Linked DNA regions of Zea mays: all the other regions are linked to region 1. The links are chromatin contacts, called in public Hi-C maps. All regions are on one chromosome and are shown on one strand. The core of a region is the stretch at or near the end of the contact, and the rest is flanking DNA. Distances in the headings are between cores, read along the strand shown.

Evidence for each region. A called contact is a pair of places that touch in the nucleus more often than the background predicts.
Region 2: a contact with region 1 is called in a Hi-C map of bundle sheath, with 2.2 times the contacts expected there. The contact joins the promoter of LOC100282915 here to the promoter of LOC103632907 in region 1. A contact is called at or near these places in 3 of 25 Hi-C or Micro-C datasets (bundle sheath, ear and leaf).
Region 3: a Hi-C map of leaf shows a contact between it and region 1, with 5 times the contacts expected there. The contact joins the promoter of LOC100384451 here to the promoter of LOC103632907 in region 1. A contact is called at or near these places in 4 of 25 Hi-C or Micro-C datasets (ear, endosperm and leaf).

The regions. Positions count from the first base shown.
Region 1 is chr7:135,961,687-135,965,542 of Zm-B73-REFERENCE-NAM-5.0, forward strand. LOC103632907 reads left to right here and starts at 1,256. Exons shown (of 9, transcript XM_008654621.3): 1 at 1,256-1,604; 2 at 2,447-3,856. The coding sequence starts at 1,445.
Region 2 is chr7:135,698,535-135,702,226 of Zm-B73-REFERENCE-NAM-5.0, forward strand. It overlaps LOC100282915 (TMV-MP30 binding protein 2C), which reads left to right and starts at 2,104. Exons shown (of 5, transcript NM_001155821.1): 1 at 2,104-2,302; 2 at 2,395-2,443; 3 at 2,738-3,022. The coding sequence starts at 2,226.
Region 3 is chr7:135,572,019-135,575,918 of Zm-B73-REFERENCE-NAM-5.0, forward strand. LOC100384451 reads right to left here and starts at 2,359. Exons shown (of 8, transcript NM_001176987.2): 1 at 1,825-2,359; 2 at 1,328-1,395; 3 at 1,094-1,182; 4 at 838-1,003; 5 at 445-734; 6 at 117-321; 7 at 1. The coding sequence starts at 2,101. It also overlaps a transcript of LOC100285233 not described here.

The sequences.
Region 1 (3,856 bases), core at 6-2,505:
TTGTAGGGATTCTCGTGTGGAATTTTTTTTGTCATAGTAACGAGTGATGGGAATTCGGTGTTGCCATCCATACGCGCGCGGACAGATCCAGCTAGAGGTGTCAATGGGGAATTCCACATCGGGTTTGGACACCCCATACCCATTTCCATGAAGTTATATTCATCCCCATCGCCATACTCATACCCATCATGGATATAAGATTCATCCCATACCCGTACCCATTCAGGTACCGGGTCCCCAATTAGTCATCATCCCCCACAAGAAAAATATTATCACATTATATTTTATATGACATTAATAGCCACACGACATCCAACAACAATACACAACCACTAAATCTGATATGTAACAAGTAAACCATAGTTTAACCATACAAAACAATAAAAATAAAAACTAGTGACACATATACTGGTGGGCAGGCGGCTGGTGGCTGGCTGTTTAGGTTTTGGGTGGCTGAGTGCTTAAACGGGTTGGGATAGATAGGGTTAGTTGTTGTACATATTGCTTATTAGGTTGCACAACTATTTTTACTGGGTGAATATTACCCATGGGTAATCGAGTTTGGATGGTTGCTTCTAATACCCATACCTGCTTACCTAATGAGTGAATATTTTGTCTAATATTTTTACCTATGGGGACAATTTCATTTCATACCCTAACCCTGGCTGATTTGGTGACCAGAGGTCACAGGAGGATTGGAGGGGATTGAGAGAGAAATTAGTTCATTTCCTCCAACACCCAATCCTCCATGATCCCCTTGTCACCAAATCAATCGAGAATTTCCAACGAGTTACGTCTTGTTCGTTTACACCAATCCAACTCTAGATTTGCATGGATTAGAATTAAATTTATGTCACAATCCATATCCAAAAATAATCCAAATCTACTCAAAATTTTGGTTAAACCCATTACAGATTATAACTCAAGGGTTTGGAATTTTTTAAACTAGGGAAGATATGAATTTTATCCATATTTCATTAAGTATGAACAAATCTATGAAGATATTTCACAAGTTTATATTAGAATCTATAGATCAAAAGAATAACTAGCTTTATGAGATACATAGATTAAATAATGAATTTAACTCTATTATGGAATTTAGTGTGAGGTATAAATTTATTTAATCTAGATCCGGATCAATGTTATGATTTCATCTTTTATAACTGAACCTTAGTGGTATCGTACCGTTGACATGTCTAGATCCAGCCATCGAGACCGTCGGAGTCGACCACAAGCGGTGACCTCACCGCGTCCCCCACAAGCCACAGATCTTGTCGTCCCATTCCTCACTCCAGCCTCGGTCGCCCTCCTGCCCGATTCAAAATTTTCGAGCCTTTCACCACCGTCCCACTCCTACACCCGCTTACCGTTGCTGGCCCTCTTCCACCTCCATGCCCAAACCCTAAGCCCCGCAGCGACCTCCGGAGAGCCGAGCCGGTCAGCCATGGAGCATCTGTTCATGCAGGCTTTCGAGAGCAGGGACCGGGTGGCCGCGCAGGTGCAGCAGCAGGCCGACTTCTACTCCCAGACCCTCGCCTCCAGCCTCCTCGCCGCCGGTCACCAGCCCCCGGAATGGCTCATCCCTTCCACCACCCTGCCCCAAGGTGCGTCCCAACTCCCCCCTCTCCATCACTTGCTCTTCTGTCTCCGCGCTGGTGATTCGGGTGGTTCCTGAGCGGGGCGGTGGTGGATTGTGTTGGCTGTTGGGGCTGATCTCGATTGGGATCAAGGCTCGCGTAGCTCCAATGGTAGGGTTGGTGGATAGTGGTGATTTCGAGCTTAGGTTTCCCTATAGCAGGTTGTAGCTGGATACAATTTGTTTCCAGCGACAACAGTTTGTGGAGGATTAATTTGGTTAGCTTAGCTCCTCCGAATTTGTTAAATGCGAGATACTTTGAGGTGAGTTGCTGTGTAGCTTGTTCGTTTTCAGAGCAAGGAGGCCATACGCTTAAAATTCGCTGGCTAGTAATAAAATGGCATATTTTCCCACGTATTTGTGGCAAGATGGTCATGAGTCATGACAGCAGTAATTTGCATCAGAGAAGCGCTGCAGATGAGGATTATGTTACTTAAGATTTAGAGAAACCTAGGGTTCAGCCTTTCTGTACGATGACTACAACTGAACATTAGCATAACTATATATACACATTATGGTTTGTCATTGCCACTATATTGTATTTTAAATGGTTCCACAGGTAATATAGTTTTCAGCTAATAAATGAAACGAAAAATAATTATCATTGTGTTTGTATTTTTTTGGGAGTCTGCAGTACTAATAAACTTTTGTAACATTGAAATACCTAAGTGTTGCACCTCAACCATCATTGAACGTTCGTACATTATGTTTAACTTTTATGCTGTGAATGTTGTTTCATGTTATCCATTTGTGCACTGTTACTATCTTGCGCTTTATTTATATATATTTAAGTACTCCATTTATGTGTAGAGCTGAATGGCAAACCAATTGTTCTGACTGGAAGACAGATCACAACACCAGCTATCAATAGGACCGTCTTTCTGCCTCTAGCTATTCCTAGCACTCTGTCCACAAAATCAGGGGATCCAAATGGATATGATGGCTACCCAAACACTAATTGCACTGCTATGGGTACTAACCAACATGAAGAGGAGCATCAAGAGCAGTCTTCACTTGCCCAGGAGCTTACTGAGTCTTGCACTGCAGACAAAATGTTTTCAAGGATTCAGCGTTCCAGGACAAGGCAAATGCATATTGAAGATCGTGTGCATGGACAGGATCAAGCTGCAAAGAGCGGAAGCTGTGATGGGATGCATAGGTCTAACCTTAAGACTGTGGGGTCAAACAGAGCTGCTGCATCATCTTTGATGCCGTGTGATGATGTCCCAAACCTTGCTGCAACAACATCAGATCCAGGCCAGGGTAGTGGTTTTTGTGCCATTCAAGGGAAGTCAATTGACTTCTTGAAGTGCAACAACAATCCTGAAGACCAAGGAGTTAAGTTAGATGGTTTCCCGCCGTTGATTGTGGAGAACAAAATTATCTGTTCTGATAGCGATATCGGGGTCAGTAACAACTGTTCTATTAGAGATTCACTGGGTGCGCCACTTCCAGATTTCTCTAAGCCAAACACTGCAGATAGTGTATGCCTATGCCACCGAATTCCTGAAACTCACTTACTGGTTGAGCCAAAAATACTTCAATTTGATGTTGCTGAATCAGTTTGTATGAATCCTTCCAGTGAACAAACAGGTCAGCAGCAGGAATCTAGTCTGAAAAGTAACCATCTTGATCTTGCTTTTACAAATCCTTCAAGTGAAGACCCATCTTCTACCAGTTCTCAGGGACCTCATTCTATGGGAAGGTTGTTGCTTAATCATGTTAAGTCAAGAAATTTGAACCCTGACAGTGAACCAGTGGAGCAGCACCACAAATATACTTCAGAATGTGGCCATCCTGATCTTACTAGTATGCATTCTCCAAATAAGAAACCATCTCTGACGTGTCCTGTTGAAGCACCGAATTCTATGGGTGAACCATTACTTCATAAGGATACAGAACATATTCCTGAAACCAATTCTTTGGGAAGAGCATACTCCAAGTTCAGCCAACCACTTAAAATAGATACATCAAACAGTAATGAAACCAATTGTTCTGTGGTCAACTCACTGCTTGATAATGATACATTGCAGGCCACTGAGGATACTGACAAACTGAAATCTCATGTCTCACCTCCATACAGTGGACCTTTGCAGCTACCTACCCAACTAGCTGATGCAAGGTTTGGGGCTCATACATCACCAGGAATACTACCGAACAGTTTGTTAGGGGTGGATGGGTGTAATCACCTTTCAAATTTGCAAAAAAATGACACAAATA
Region 2 (3,692 bases), core at 854-3,353, 260 kb before region 1:
ATATATCATTAGTTTCAATACAATATGAGGGTAGTAAATAATTAAGTTACAACATCGATAGATCATTCTGAATGTACAAACATCTCATCTTCATAGTTCACACATTACAATATAAATTTATAGTGCTAGCAGTGCCACATCACAAGGTACTTGGATACAAACAAAACTAGCAGTCGAGTGCAATGTAAACATAAATGTCTTAGCTAGACTTAGAGCTAATCGAAGTCCACACATACAAACACAATACATTAGATACTACAACTTAGGGTATTGAAGAGTTCACATAAAGTCATCATTTCATAAGAGTATATATTATACATCACAAGAAACATGTAATTTCGGGTAATCTGGGTACCATGGCACGTTACCTGATTTTCCCAATATGATTTCGGGTTTTCATACCTAGGATCCGAACTAGTGTTTAGGCAAATTGGGTTCGGGTAGATTGGTATGGATTCGGGTAATCGGTATCAGGTTCTTTGTCCACTCCTAAAAAATCTATATAAAAATCTTGAATAATGGTACAAATTAAGGAGGTGACGTGGCGGGATGGGACGCCTGCGGTGCGGGGCGATGGCAACGCTATATACGAGGTAGTCACATAAGGTCAACGGAACAGGGCACAACGTGACACGACGGGAGGGCAATGACCGTTATGGTTGTCGTGGTTCGTCTGCGCCCCCGCAAGACAGAATAAGGACACATACGTGAGAATTATAGGTGCACATTTGGGCCAGGCCTAATGGGTTGCCCCGAAGCACGGTATATGCATGGCATGACCAAAATAATTTAGTGTCGGCTTGGCCCGGTCTGATACATCGGGTTGGGCTTGTACCGAGGTCACGACCCATGGATGGGCACGAGCACGACCCGTTTAAGATAGACACAAAATGACTCTTATATTTGTTAAAACGAAACTTCATTTTGTACTTCCATGTATTTAAAAATGCAAAGCTAGAGTTTGTACTAGTTATATGTTTTTCTTTTGTAGCTTTGAATTAGAGGATGTGATATAATTTTACTTTTCCTATAAACATTAGACAATAATTGAACTTAAAAACTCTATCTTGAGTTGGTTGTACTCTTTTTCCCTTCTGCCAAAGGGGTTTTAACGAGGCAATCATTGCACAACTATGGTAACTTAATAGAGACATTAATTTATCTTTTGATTAAATTTGTTTGTCTTATGTTTTATTATTATTCATTAATTTTGGTTTTAATTTTGGACTATTGTGTGAATTTTGGGCTCTGATGTAAATTTTGAGCTATAAATGGAATTTCGGGCTTTTTATAAATTCGATGCACCCAAAATAATGATGCACCTAAAATAAAACCCGACACATTTAAACAATTACGTGTCGGGACGTGGGCTGATGGCTAAGGCTATGGGCCGGCACGACCTAACCCATAATAATTACGAGTCGACCTAACTCGAAATTCAAACACGTCGTACCTTTTCAGGCTTGAGCCGAGCCGGACTGAGACGACCCGAATATACACCTATAGCGAGAATGGACGAACGAGTTTGAAAGGGTAGGGAATCTTTTACAAAGTTTTAACTGGTTTTAGGTGGGTGTAGTTAGCTAATGTACTAATTATTAAATGTGAGGTTAGTTAACAATTAGCTGAAGGTGTTCGGAATTCCATAGCTAATTTTAGATGCTAACTCTTAGTTCCAGGCATTTCGAATAGGAACTATGTTAAAAAGAATCTTAATTATACTTTTGATCAAACTTAAAATAACTTAATCTATAGTATCTCAATTTGTTTTTATTTGACGTTAGATAGTTCAAATTCACATACAAACGGTAAATAAAAAAAATCAGAGGGAGTACTATTCTAGACTATATTTTTTTAGTGCAGAAGAGTATGGAATAAATTTGGACCCCAGAAATCTGGACAGGGCATTGGGTGCCGGACCCACTGAAAAACATCCTTCCCTAAATTTCTTATCCAGACAATTTATTCGTATAATAATTTAAAAGAAAAGCTACAGAAAAGCTCGGTGATAGACTGATAGTGGTAGGCGGTGTACTACTCAACCATACCCTGGGCCCACTACACAGGTAGTGCTAGTGTTGTAAGCTCCCTTCGGACAATTTCACGGGTCCACGACAGTGCCGGATAGAATCGGTCCACCACTCCCCGTACCCCGAACTACCTGACCTGAGAGAGAGACCGTGCCTCCCTCGCCGCCGCCGCCGCAGCATCCCTAGTCGGAGAAGATGGCTGAGAAGCCGGCAGGTCCCACCCCGAGGACGAGGATCCGAGGCGGTCTCGCGGCCTCAGCTCCCTCCTCCAGGTCTCCCTTCCCTTGATCTGCATTTGCACCGCCGTTTCGTTTGAATCTTTTTGAACTCGCTCCAGCTGTTCGTTTCGCATTCTCTGATGCAGGAGGCTGTCTTCCGTATCTTTCACCGCGGCCCCGAGCAAGATCAAGAAGGTGCGGTTCCACTCATGCCTTTCGAAATACCTGCAACTTTGCTCTGGTCTTTTTAGCTTTTGGGATCAGTTGTTTGTTTTGTTGGGTAGTAAGTGGGGTTCCTGTGATCGATGTTTAAATCTTTTTTTGTTTGTTTCGTCTTTCGTGTACCAGTAGTGTCATAGAAGCTGGTGTGACTGGGCACGGGACACTGCATTAATGAAGTAGAGCGGGGAATATCTTTTAATAGTGAACATTGGCGGTTACCAGAAATGCACCATGCTACTGTGGAGTACTAAACATCTCTATGTGCAGGTTCCTGACCCTCCAAAGGCCGTGAGGCCATCAAGAGCCACACCTGCCAAGAAGCGGCCACAAGTGGATCAAGCTCAGAAGCGGAGAGAAGAGGTCGCTGCTCTGCAGGAGCAGCTTAGTGGCCTGCAAAGTAAGTTGCATGAAAAAGATGAAGCTCTAAGATCCGCAGAGAACTTGATCGGCCGAGTTACTGCGGCGAATGAAGCAGTTGATGGGTTGAGGAGCCAGCTCTCCGAGAAGGAATTGCTGATTGAATCTACTGGTTCAGAGCTGCACGGTGCAAAGGTGAATTAAGATGTGGTCAATACCTTTTGTAGTGGATTACATTCATTGAATACACTTTTTCTTTGTAATTCCACGCGAGAAAGATCACATTATTGTTAGAGAAAATTGATATCTTGCTGTACAGGTGTAGTTTTTTTTGTTTTAGGGTAATATTAATCAATTGTGATTTTCTTTTGGTATCATTCACTGTTGTTGATAATACTTTGCAGCCCAATTAAGGGCTAATTCAAATGGTTATATAGAAAATAGCGTCATTAGATATGCATCACTTTTTATAAACCTGGGATGATCCCACTAGTTAGTCCATCTTTGTATTATCATTTCATGATTGATGTTGAACTGTACTGGACAAAGGAACTCCAGGTGCTATACTTTGAGGCTTTAACTATACTTTTTTCTTCTTCTCGAAAGCGAAGGAGAACTGCGCCCCATTATATATTAAGCAGAAAAAAGGGGTGGTCTTAAGAAGACCAATACAAGAGGCCTCCCTATGGAGGCCAGTAGCAAGCATACATAAAAAAATCCATCAAAATAGGACAGCTACCAAAGGAAACCAAAAGGCCCTCCTTAATTCTCAGCTAATGGTGCTGCCAAATGGAAAAGGCCCTTGGCACCGACAATCTCCCATTTTTTTCTTTCCTCATCAGCAGCTCTAAGACTCATGATAACA
Region 3 (3,900 bases), core at 1,109-3,608, 390 kb before region 1:
CCTGCTCGCTCGTCCACGCCACAGAACTAGATACTTTTAGGAACCCAGCCATGACAAACATTAGGACGCGCTGAGAGCTAGCTAGCGTCGATGCATGGTGGCGGTGAAGAACTGACCACGTTGGGATAAGCCGAGGTGAGCGCAGCCATTCTTCTCTGCCCGCCGTATATTTCGCCTGCGGCAATGTAGATCTGGTAGCCGCGGTCAATGCCGAGCGCCTGCAGCACCAGCGCGGTCTCCTCCGGCGTTAACGGACACAGCCCGTCTTTCCTCTTGGCGTCCGAGTCGATCACTTTCTCCTTCCACCATGGGTAGGCATATCTATAAAAGATCAAAATACAATTTTTTATATTTTTTTTATTTTGCACACAAAAATAGGTTATGAAAAACACACCCTGGGGAAATCTTGGGGAGGGGGACGTCACGAGGACGATGTAGCTCTACCTCATCTTCGTGAGCTCTTGAGCCTCCATGCTGCTGCAACCGTGCGTGCATCCGGAGAAGGCAAGCATGTCCATCTCATACCGCAAGTGAAGGACCACAAAGGGCCCGTTCCGGCGAAGAGCTCGAACCAGGCGTCTGCCCAGATCCTCGATTTCAGGGGTAAATCTCAGGGCATTGTAGTTGACGCGACACCGCAGTCTCTGCATCTCCACGGGCAGGCCGTTGTTCGCGAGCCGGGCATCCGTCCTGTTCAGGTGAACGACCTTGTACTTCTTTACCAGAGGCAGAATCTGTTTTTTTTCCCCACCACCACACCACCCAATGAAACAAACAGTCTTCACCTGGTTTCGGATTCGGTTTCAGCTCGCGATGTTAAGGAGGACGCGACCGAACCTGACGGCGGTAGTAGCCGATGTCGGACCAGCTGACTGGTGGCAGGGACCGGAGGGATCCCATCTCCACTCTTCTCTTGAGCCTCGGAGGCAGCTGCTTCAGGATCCGGACCTCGTCTCTCAGCGACGCTATGAAGTAGTCCACGTCAAATATGTCTTGGAAATCGCTGCGAAAGAATAAACCGAAGAAAACGGTTCTTTTTAGAAAGGGAACAGAAAAGAGAATCGGTATAGAAAGAAAGAAAGGAAAATAGTACCTGGGATCAGCCCAAAATGAAGCCTTATCCAACTCCGGTACGATGAGAGTAACGTTCAGATACCTTGCGATGGTTACCATGTCACAAATCTGTCTCAACAACAACAACAAGAAATAGGTGGAACCTTGAGGCCTGAATTTTCAGTATCAGACACATTATAAAGCTTAACGATGGCAGACATTCATAGATGTAACTTGTGACAATTGTATTTAGATTTCGATACACAGTGCTTACTGCTGCTCGCATCTGGTTAAGCCCGCCGTTGCAGGAGACCATCAGATAGCCGTTGTTCCTGTAGATTCCTGCACGTAGTATTGGTAAAAATCAAACGATCGTCCATGCTTTTACTGGTGCCTTGACGTAATGCGTAGGTACATGAAGTCATGAAAAATACATGGAGCGGTCAAATGGAATTAATCTGCAGAGCTAGGCCGGCAAATAAATTGGCCGGTGACTAGACAAAGCGAACACAGAATTGAATTGGACTAGAAATAACCTACATCGAATACGTACACTGCAACTGAAATGAGAAAGATTAGACAATTCAAAGTTCACTGAGGGGGGAGGTTGTGGGGAGAAGATGATCTCTTCGCGGTAAGAAGGGAGAAACGACTCACACCGAAAGTTCTCAAAGGGGAAGGACAGAACCAAGAAATTCCTGACCAATGGAAGAAGAGAAGCTTGATTCCAAAAACAAAAAAAAAACATGAACCAAGAAGCCACCAACTTACTTTTGGGTGGGAGCACCACCAAAGCGCGCGCTGCCTGCGTCTGGCCGGCGTCCGCCACACGCTCCGATGGCCTCTGCACGACGTGCGGCTGGTTGAGGCAGCCAGGCCACCTGGAGAGCACGCTGGGCGCCCAGAGCTCCCGGTAGGCCGCGAGCTGGACGAGGCACGTCCAGAGCAGCACGGTGCTGGCGCGCGCGACCCACAACCTCACCCGCGCCGACGAACGCCGCGCCTTCTCGGACTTCCCGCCTCCTCCTCCTCCGCCGCCGCCACCCATCTCATCCGAGGCACGACGAACGTCCCTCGTAGAGTCCTAGGCCACCTGAATAGTGTGGTTGAGGCTCTTGCGATCTTCCGTGTCCAAAGCTTAGTTCTTCTCTCTCGGTGGGTGTATTGCCTCGCCTTCCTTTACGATTATCGGCCCGGCCGCCGGCCCTTACCAAGAAAAAAAAAACAGTGTGCGCGCGAGCGGACGTGCCGGCGTGGCCGTGAGAGGTGAGAACTGCGGCGGCGGGGCAGGGGGCGCGTGTCAAGTTCGCGCCCGTGTGGATGGCCGCCCAGCTTGGCTTATTTGTACGCGCACGGGGCCTGTCCGTGTGCAAGAGCCGAGAGGGAGGCCTGAGACCCTGCGTGGGCAGAGGCTACGGGCCTGTGAGGGGAAAACCAATGTGCGGGGTCTGTATGTCGGGGGAACAGTGGACATGGACTCGGTGCAGGAAGCCTCCGGTTTGACTTCAGCACGCGCATTGGACAACTACAGATGCGAGTCGAGTGCATCTAGTTTTGTCCGAACCCAATTTTAAAGCATTAACTAGTGTAGTGCTAATATCTAAAAGATAAATGTTTTAAATTTAAAAGATGTATATTGTAAAGATAGGTTCTCAACAAAGAAAAAGTCTGTTAACGTCGGTTTGTGCTGCCAGAAGATTTTGAGATTGCTAATAAAAATTCCGGCTTATATATAAGATAGACTGAGATATATGAGACTGGAGATATATCAGAGAAAAAACGGGTCATCTGCAACTAGTGACACTGGCATGTGGGGCAGGATTAGGCTATGACCCGCACGGCACTTTTGAATGTTCTGGCCTGCCAAGTGCCAAAGAGAAATAAGATGCCACAAATGGGAAAGTTAAAAAAAAAGGAGTGGATGACAGCCGGAATGTCCGTGGGGCTGCTTCTGTGCATGGATCCCATGGAGCCATCCAAAAACCGAGGGGGGCCTCATCGTCTTCAGCTTGAGAAAGGCCAGTGAGCCACCCCTGGCTGGAGCCAGGCATCGCTTTGCGTATAGGGAGAGGAATGTTTGCTCTGGACCAATCGCTGCGAGATTGCTCTTCTTCTCGCAACGGCATCACATTTGGCGTGCTACCAAACTGGCACTGGGTTGGAGCAATAGCGGTAAGATTCTGGTATCGTCTTCAACAGAAAACTTGTCTGATTATCAGGGTTATACTTGCATAAGCAGCTGGCACGCGGTCGTCACAATTGACACGTAAGGTTTTCTTCTGTCAAACAAACACTTCTGGGAGCAGCTGTCTAACCTAGCCTGAACCTGTCGACTTATTATCGTCTAGGACACGATCAGACATGGCAAGGCGTGAACTGATGAGTCAGTACAGGATGAACCTGACACGCGCGCTCTTGCTCCCCCACTCTCCCCGTTGGTAGCCACCCTTCAAGCGAGCTCTACCACCTAGAGTGCCGTTTCTGCGAAGAAGAGACGGTGCTTTTCACTGTTACTATCTCCTCCCTAAAAATAAAACCATTTCTTAGAACTATGCCAAACTATATTGTACTTGACCAACTTTATGGGAGATGGTAAGATCGTTTACAACACCAAAATAAGCATATTATGCAACGTTATTTCATGATGCGTCTAGTGCTGGTATTGATTTGGTCTCGCAGATATTAATGTTTTTTCTCCTTCTTCTATAAATTCGATCAAAATTAAAATAATTCGAATTAGGAGTTACTCCTACTTAGAGGTTGATTTCATTTGGAACGGATCCAAGATGCATTCATTAACCGAGTAAGGGCTCGTTCGGTTGATATGGAATGGACTACCGGAACTGT